Linked DNA regions of Gasterosteus aculeatus: region 2 is linked to region 1. The links are chromatin contacts, called in public Hi-C maps. All regions are on one chromosome and are shown on one strand. The core of a region is the stretch at or near the end of the contact, and the rest is flanking DNA. Distances in the headings are between cores, read along the strand shown.

Evidence for each region. A called contact is a pair of places that touch in the nucleus more often than the background predicts.
Region 2: a Hi-C map of tail fin shows a contact between it and region 1, with 3 times the contacts expected there. The contact joins the promoter of slc17a6b here to the promoter of lin7c in region 1. A contact is called at or near these places in 4 of 6 Hi-C or Micro-C datasets (skeletal muscle, tail fin and whole body).

The regions. Positions count from the first base shown.
Region 1 is chr12:10,147,207-10,151,874 of fGasAcu3.hap1.1, reverse strand. It overlaps lin7c (lin-7 homolog C (C. elegans)), which reads left to right and starts at 2,485. Exons shown (of 5, transcript XM_040202144.2): 1 at 2,485-2,697; 2 at 3,400-3,518; 3 at 3,672-3,743; 4 at 3,883-4,092; 5 at 4,443-4,668. The coding sequence starts at 2,661. The coding sequence ends at 4,610. bdnf (brain-derived neurotrophic factor) reads left to right here. Exons shown (of 3, transcript XM_078085131.1): 3 at 1-524.
Region 2 is chr12:10,398,859-10,403,526 of fGasAcu3.hap1.1, reverse strand. It overlaps slc17a6b (solute carrier family 17 member 6b), which reads left to right and starts at 2,143. Exons shown (of 13, transcript XM_040204979.2): 1 at 2,143-2,709; 2 at 2,848-3,008; 3 at 4,406-4,661. The coding sequence starts at 2,935. It overlaps ano5b (anoctamin 5b), which reads left to right. Exons shown (of 20, transcript XM_040201349.2): 20 at 1-1,101.

The DNA.
Region 1 (4,668 bases), core at 1,236-3,735:
ACTATATCACATTCCTCAAGACATTGTGATTTGTTTTCGTTGCCAAGAATTAGAAAATGAAGGAGAAAAAAAAGGCAAGGAATGAGAGAGGACAGTTCCATCTTCAAAAAGCTTGCATGCTGCTTCAATTGTGAATTGAGAAATTCTCCACATACAAAAAAGTACAATGCTGACCAAAAAACATTCCGTTTACACATTCAGCAGAAAACTATTTTCCTCTCAAGTAATTTATCTGTTTACTGTTCTAAACTTCTCGAGGTAATGTTGGACTTACATACTATGTCAAGGTGCTGTTGTCAAAGCTTTGCTGTTTATTTTTTTATCCCCTCCAGAGGAAAAGATATATATATATATAAAAAAAGAATATATATATATATATACATATACATATATATATATATATAAAATATATTCATTGACATGTTTCTGGGTTAATATTATTCATTTTGTATGTTGTGAAGTTGTTTGCAATATTAAACTGAAATATTTGAAGAAATAAAAATATAGGCAACTGAAAAACAAAATCAATGTCGGTAAAGTTTCAACGATGCATTTCCAAGTAGGATAAACTTTATTATACAGACCCGGAGGCGGGAAAGAAGGCATGGCACACACAAACACACTCATGCACGAGCCAAAACCAGCTTCTAACAAAAACTAGGATGCTCGATGAATTTAAAGGCTGCAAGAAAATATCATATTTTCATTTTCAGAGGGTGGAAACAATGTATATTTTGCAGCTCCTAGTGTTCTTCAGTATTATATTATGGAGAGAAATGTTTATACTCCTAAACCAACTCCTGATCCCCAGCAGCACATTACTTACACAAATGTACTGCATGGTCGTGGAGTCTTTGGTCTTTATGCACACTTTTGCAGATTTACGTTGCTTACTAAAGCACAGGTAGACACAGTTTGGACAGTGACACAAACATTTGAGTGCATTAAAAAGATACACCTGGTATGACATGGTAATCCCATCTTTAAATCTTCTACTGCAGAAGAATCCCCCAGGTTTGGTGCAGCAGTAGATTTACAGTGATCAGGAGGAAAAATCCTGGTTTGTAATCCAGGTTAAAGACGACTGGAAATTTGTTTCACCAGCAGATTATGACTCATGGTGTGCTTCTCATGGTGAAAAGTCCTTGCTTTATGAGTCTGGATGCCAGAGTTTGAGATGACAGCTGGATAACAATTTAACATGTTCACTTTGCAACTTAATACCATCAACCACGCCCTTATTCCCCATAATATGACATATTTTAGAAAGAGAAGACACTGATATAAAAGCCTCATCGAAAGTTCAATTATGTTTGATATTTGTGTTACATTTGATCCCGAGCACCTTATTTTACTTCATCGTCATCAACCTGAAGGTAAGTGTGACCTCTGAAGAGAACCGGACGAGGCCTTTTGAGAAGAAAAAATAAAACCTTCCTCATGAAGCAATGAAAAGATATTTGTCTCGGATTCTCCAGAGGAGGCTGATGGAGATGCTGTGAGTTACTTTTTTTTATACAGAAGCTTGCGAATCATCTCTAATCCACCTGCGAGGAAGATGATAAGCATGCAGTATGGGCATGAATCACCCAGTAGGTTTCTTGTCATGGCTGCACAAAACAAGTAAGAATTGAAAAGTATTTAGTCATCCTACAGGAAGACATAGCATTGACGTTAAACCCAAAGTTGTGGCTGAAAGCTTTAAGACAAAACAACAATGAAACGTTTTTTTACAGAAACAATGAGCATCTTGTAGAAATAAAAGAGACAGTAAATACTGCGGCTCCGCTACATTCACGTGTGTTGTGCCTCTGGCCGCACCCTAAATCCGTGTATTTCATCAGATGTCAAAGGCAAAGACACCGTGCCGTGGGTCCGCACTTGGGGTGTGGTCACAAGTGACTCAAGCTCCAAAGTTTCCGCCCACATGGAGCAGTGCAGCAGCAGTTTCCTGCAGTTATGTAGTCGAGTGTCCGTGCGTTCTGCCGCCAGTAGAGGGCGGCAGAGGGAACACATCCTCTGTGTCAGGAAATAGCCGGAGAGGTTTCTGGTTGTTTCCGTGATGCTTTGATACACAGGATATTTATGTAGTAATCCTTTCATCTTTCAGCTATTTCCAGATGCAGCACCCCTGTGAAAAGAATGATGCAGTGACACATGATTGTGTGATTGTTTAATTGGGTCTGGGGTCAGAGTGGACAGCTTCTGTCGCCTTCCTGCAGTGGGCTTAACACAGCACTGAAGGTCGACAGTTCATGTACGAATTACACAAAACGAACGCCTAGACATTAAACACGGGTCTCCGTGGTTATTGTGATATGTGTATGGTGTTACATACATACGTAACTTTGTCTTAAAGGTTTAAAAATAAAATATTGACCTCTTCACATTAGCCAGGGAAGATGCATTCAGTGGCGGCTCCGAGCAATCAGAAACTCGGAAAATAAAATGATATACGCGGGTTCCGAGTTGTTCACTCTACGAGTGTTACTTGAATGCATCATGACACTAGCAACTAATAGCCTAGCCGGCTACCTCGGCTAATCTGATTTACCGTCTCTGTTAGACGGACGTAACGCTAGCCCCGGGATTACCGTATTCTCCATACCCAGTGATTAACGCTAAATATAGGGGACATTAAACAGCCGCTTGCTAACAGAATGGCATCGCTTGGGGAGCCCGTGCGGTTGGAAAGAGGTAAAGTCGATTGGCTAGCTCGCGGTAGCGCAGAGATATTTGTTGTGATCTAACGTTAAGCTAGCTTAGCGTTAGCCACGCAGAGCAGGTGACTGGCGGTCATCTAACTTTCCTGTTCATCGTCTGTAGGCTAAGGGAGTCCTGCTGATCGCCAGTGTGTATTAATATGACTGAACGATTAACATAGTCACGGAGCGAGAGGTTTTACAGCTAAATTACACGGTTTCACTCAAGTTGGTGTATCAGCCAATTGACTAATATGAGTGACAACACACAGCAATCCTGTAAGGTGATGGTGGAAGGCTTCAACGAATGTTGCCTGATGGAGGTTTTCATACACTGTTGTTGCACCTTCAGAGGTGGTAAAGGGAATAAATCACATTTCAAACATCAAGTCAATAATATGTTTTAATAATTTACTAACCCTAACCCTCATGAAGTAAATTGCAATAAAGGATCATTTTTTTATGATATCTGTTTTGGAGTGTTATTTGCATGTTGCTATATGGTTTTAAGTTTATCATTCTTAATACTTTAATTCACAGTGATGTAAGACCAGCTTCCTCACATTGCTTTTAAGCAATCGCATGGTACAGATGTTGTACTGACATCAACACAGAAAAAGAAAAGATGTGATTGTGACAATGTACAGATCTCAATAAAACCCTTGACGGGGGGGTTCACGTGTGCTCTCGTTGACAGATATTAACCGTGCTGTTGAACTGCTGGATAAGCTCCAGAGGACGGGGGAAGTGCCTCCCCAGAAGCTGCAGGCCCTGCAGAGGGTCTTACAGAGTGAATTCTGCAACGCCGTCAGAGAAGTGAGACCCTTTTGTCCCCTTTAAAAAACACGTGACTGTGAGATGCCGTCAGTTCCCTTTTTCTTCTAGTGTTAGAATAATGTGTTTTTGAAAACAGGGTTTTGTTTAATGACTTTATCTTCACAACTTGTAAATATGGCAACGTCTCCTCAGGTTTATGAACATGTTTATGAAACGGTGGACATCAACAGCAGTCCGGAAGTCCGGGCCAACGCCACAGCGAAGGTATACCCGATTCCAGCATCTTTATTTTCAGACCATTTGTTTTTTGTTTTGCTCCAGACGTACATTCCACATTGCGTGTCGAGTCTAACAAATGGAATGATATGCACTGCTTAAATGACGTGACCGTGTTCATTCGTAGGCGACTGTGGCAGCTTTTGCAGCAAGTGAGGGACACTCGCATCCGCGTGTTGTGGAGCTTCCCAAAACGGAAGAAGGTCTGGGGTTCAACATAATGGGCGGGAAGGAGCAAAATTCCCCAATATATATCTCTCGAATCATCCCAGCCGGCATCGCTGACCGACATGGAGGACTGAAGAGAGGCGACCAGCTTCTCTCTGTCAACGGGGTGGTACGTTCAAGTCACAAGACCTGTTCAAAGTTTAGCTTTTCTTTTTGCAACCTCTGCTTCAATGGTCACCAGGTGATAAAAGTAAACACTTCAGCAGTTAGGGCACATTAACTATTAAAAACCTCATAGGTATACCATCATGTTGGTGATATCGTTAGTGTTCGTCGCAATGTTGCCTCTGATTTGTCAGTGGGGATCCTTCAGCATTCTGCCGTGTACGTAGGTTACTCGTACTCCGTTTTTACACCATTTCCCTCACCAACAGTTGGTGGCGTAAGACTCCGGGCCAGACAAGTGCTAGTAAAGGCCGGGGAGAAAACCTTATCGTGTGTTTCTGTGCCCCCCCTCAGAGTGTGGAAGGTGAGCACCACGAGAAAGCTGTGGAACTCCTCAAAGCGGCTCAGGGCTCAGTGAAGCTGGTAGTGAGGTACACCCCCAAAGTCCTGGAGGAAATGGAGTCCCGCTTTGAGAAAATGAGGTCGGCGAAGCGCCGCCAACAGAACAACTTCCCCCAGTAGGGTTTGTCCGTGTTGATGCCCAAGCTCCCATGTCTCTCCTCTTTTAGCCTTCGGGCCA
Region 2 (4,668 bases), core at 894-3,393, 250 kb before region 1:
CACTGATCTGTAGCCCGGCTATGAGGTTGTCAGTTTTGTTATTAGAGGATGTTTAGAGAAAGTCAGTGCATTTGAAAACCAGGTACCTCCTTCATACTGCAGTGATACTGTAACAATTAAGGGTGTGAATATCAGTCCACCCTTTCTTAGTAACATGGTGAGACAGCAGGTGCAGGCTCACGTATTGCATCTTACATGTGTATTTCCAACTAGCTGTGGGACCAATTAGATTCCTACCAGGAGAAAAGACTACACCGAGAATATCTCTGACAGAGTTTCTGTTTGGATACAATCAGTTCATGTGCGTGAGTCGAGGTTGATCAATTGTCGACTTTACTCCTCCTTGGGTTTCACATGGATAATAAATGGCCTATATTCCTGTTTACAAATTTCCCATGATTGTTGTCTCCCCATGCTGTTGGCGTAAACCATTATAATCGACAGAAGGAGAAGAATTTCTTGTGCCCACGTTGTGAGTGTGGATTTCAGTAAAGGACCTTTAGTAACTCTGGTTACTAAGTGTTCCTGTAAATATAAATAATAAATAATCTTTTTAAAAGGGCTGCACTGCAATTACCTTATTGGTTCGCTTGTGCTGTGTAGCCTAAAGCTTTTTTATTTATTAATTGATTTACAACACCCGATTTCTTATTTTGTACTACTCGTTGCCTCATAACAACAACCGAGCCGTGTTGGTTCAGACAATTTTTCAAATTCATTGCATTCTATACACTGCTACTTTTTGAAAGGGTAATAAAGAATAAAGAAACAGAGATTAGACGCAGAGATTGTCTTTAGCTAAAAACAGCTTGTCTGTTTATATTGAAACCTCTTTATAAATGAGACAGTTGTGATTTCAGATATCAGCAAATGTTCACAGTCGAAAGCTAAGCCTGAACATGCTATGCACACGTCTGACAAGTGCACAGCATGTTCTTGCAACATGCATGATGTGTTTCCCAAAAAACAAATGCCTTACGCCTCTGTGCTTACTTGTTTTTGTATGATTCTGTAATAAGTTCACTGTGAACTCAGAATGATTGTGCTGAGAGGCAGGAAACTTGTTAACATTCCCAGTAAATAAAGAAATACTATACTATCTATAGAGTGAATATGTTGTTTTTGTTGTTGCACAAAACACACAATTAAATAAGAACATTGTGACGAGCGAGGTTAAGAAAAAAAGAGCTTAAACTGTAAAACCAACGTGTTGTGTGAAATCACAATACTTTGTAGTTCCACTACTGGACACAAGATGTCTTCAGAAGCACTCTCAGTATTACCAAGACAACACCTGTGCAAGTACCATCTTTGAACAAGATTGGCTTCCAAATTAGTGATTTGATGTCACAAAACCAACTCATGATTGTAAGTGTTCAACTGATATTTAAGGTGAGAGGACACAAATGTACTTCCTCCAGGAGGCAGACGTGGTGGTTTCCAGTTTATCTGCTTCACAGAGGTCACTATGCACAGTGAAGCTCGAAAATACCACAGAGGCGGCAATACACAAAAACAAGTTTTAAATGTAAATTTACTTTACTAAAAACAAAATGATGTAATATACAATATCATTTTGCAAGGTGCTTCATGTACTTGTGTAGAAGAGCAATATTCTGTGTACATTTGACCACTAGATGGTGTCCAATACCAACAAATCATACGAAAGACACAGCTTGTGTGGCTTTCTCTTTTGTCTTCTAATCGCAGATCTTAGCTCTTTGAATTTTTTTATTTTTTATTATTATCATTAGTATTTCTGTTGTACTTTCTGTATAATTCGTATTGTTGAATTTCTAATCATTCTTTCCCTTCGTATTTCTTATTATTATGCTAAACTACTAATACTTATTTTTTCTGCATTGAGAAAAGTATCAGATCTTTGAAATCTCATAAAATGTATATACATTAAAAAATGTTTCAAAAATTGTGTGCATGCTTTAGTGCGAAGATGTGGTTGTCAGGGGAATGAAAATAGGATTAAATTATTGATGGATCCCTACATTGAGCAGAGGAGCTTGTTGTGGGGGAAATCCACTCCTGCTCATTTGGTTTCCATAGCACCGCCCTCCAGAGAGTTGCAGCTTACATAAATGGGGTTGACTGTCCTTGTTGTTTTGAATAGATATAGGCACATATGAGCATAAAAATGCCAAAGGAAGATTAATATATAGAGTTAAAGCCTATTAAATGTTATTATATGCAGCGACAAGCGAAACACGAACTAAACATTTCTTCGTCTCCCTCTCGGTGTTTTTTCTCAAATGTCTGATATGAACCAAGTCATACATATATATTAATTCTTTATCATGTTATATGTTGATCCTGGGCTTGATGTGTGCTGAGCAACTGGCCAGATGTTGAGCGCGGAACTGCTGTCGCTGACCTCGGTGCTGAACACGACGTCAGATGAACCTGCGCGCATCACAGGAGACACGATCCAGCCTCACTCCCTCTTTGATTTATAGAAGCTTCCCCGACCACCTCTGCTTTCTAAACTTTGAACGCTTTTATTTTTCCGTTCATTCATTCTCTCTCTATATATCTCTCTTACTCGCACTCTCTATTTTTGATTCCGGAAAAATCCACAGCCGATCGATCCCACGGCGCTGACAGTTTCACTCATTTTTGTGTTCCGTCGTGATGGCACTCGGCGTGGCTACTGTGCGCCAGGCAGGAGCTGGTATGGTGGCGGATGAAGGCGCAAAGGTCGTTTGATTCCTCCTCTATTTATGTTTTATTTTTGCTTCGGCGATCGCTTTCGTTGTGAAAATTAGACTCGTCTTTTTGATAGTCACCTCCCTGGACTCCTGCTTATCACAACTTCGCTTGTGGGTTTCCTTGTAGCCGCTGCAGTTGGCCATCCTGCGCCGTAACATGACGGTTAAGATTTAAAATACAAGTGAGAAACAGGCCTATACGTAGAAATCGGACATGGAGTCAGTAAAGACGAGAGCCGCGGCGGGGGTGAAGGACTTTGCGGGGAAGACCCTGGGTCAAATGTACAGGTAAGGACAGACCTTTTAAAAAAAATCTTGATTGGCATGGAGCAATTTCCTGTTGCGGTGTGATTATATGCGTGCTTGTTCTTTTAACCAAACACGAGTCAGGGTGATAAGTTGGTGTGCAGGTCACCCAAAACTGTTTTACAACTTACAGGGATCTCTGGTCACGCCTCTAGACTCTGGACGTGAGAGGAAAATTATGCAGTCATGTGCATGTGTATGCTTGTGTGTGTGGGTGTGTATGAGCGCGTGTACTTAGATGCCACTGAATGGGAGCGTGCACGCAGCCAGTTCGTCCTGGTGCAGGGGCCCTGTAGGTGTATCTCACAAGCAGACAGGTTATACATGACGCGCAGGTAACGCGCACATTTTTGAAGATTCATTAATAATTTATAATCCATTTTATTTACCATCCGTTAAATGCATTGTGATAAACCTGCAGCCCGTGTCTCGAATTAATAGAAAGGGAAACAACGAGGGGAATTTCAACCAATAGGACGTAAATGGTGTTTCTTTAATACATTTTACTCGTTTTTGCATAGCTTATGGTTTATCATGGTCATATATCTTTTTTCTTTATAATCTGAGGTTGAAATACAATAAAATAAACATGCAAATGAATTGATGTGCTGCAGTTATGCTTTCAATAACCCTTTAGAAAAGCTCAGTTTTTCTATATGTTTCCAAGGCCTTTGATTTCATATATATCGTATCGACTTCATCGATTTGCATTTTTTCGATTCCTTTCCATTAATTATTTATGTTGCTTTTCATGGGCTTGCAGATACACGCATTTTCGTTTTTAGGTTTTCATCATGTGACCAGTAGAAGTGACGTCCACTGAGACGCAAGGGGGGGGGCTTTGAGGAATGCCCACAGAGGTGTGTGTCTGGTGACTGGAGCTGCTGCTCTGTCCCGTGAATGCTAATGAGTGTGAAAGTGAGCGGGCTGCTGCAATGCGGTACAGTCAGGGACGTGTTCGCCTGGTCTCAGCTCTGCAGGCCCAGCCGCTTTTATTTCCCTTTTTGTTCTATTTTCTTATGTCCAAATACAGAATCCATGTTTTGCTTTTGATACGTTGCTGCCTTTTGAGTCCTCTGACTTGAAGCTGTAAGGCTGTAGTGTGGCAGAATAAAATACCACAAGGAGGCCCGTCCATTCGTGCAGCCAATGTATATTGTTTATGCTGGAATTTTCCTCACTCATGTGAAAAATAAAGAATCTCAGATGGGCACACCAACCACCCAACTGCCCACTCCAAAATCAAATATTCTCACAGTTGGAGATAGAAATGGGCCTCCTCAGATATGTGTCCCATCACAGGAGAAATCGTTTTAGGGGGATGCATCATCTCGTTCGATCAGGGGACACTGACCAGTGTCCTCACCTGGCTGTTGCAGAGTGATGGAGAGGAAACAGAAAACCGGGGAGGTGATCGAGCTGACGGAGGATGGGCGGCCCCGCGAGGCCGCGGAGAAGAAACCCCCGCTGTGCGACTGCAGCTGCTTCGGTCTGCCCCGCCGCTACATCATCGCCATCATGAGCGGCCTGGGCTTCTGCATCTCCTTCGGTATCCGGTGTAACCTAGGCGTGGCCATAGTGGGCATGGTCAACAACAGCACCATCCACCAGAACGGCAAGATCGTCATCACGGAGGTGTGGC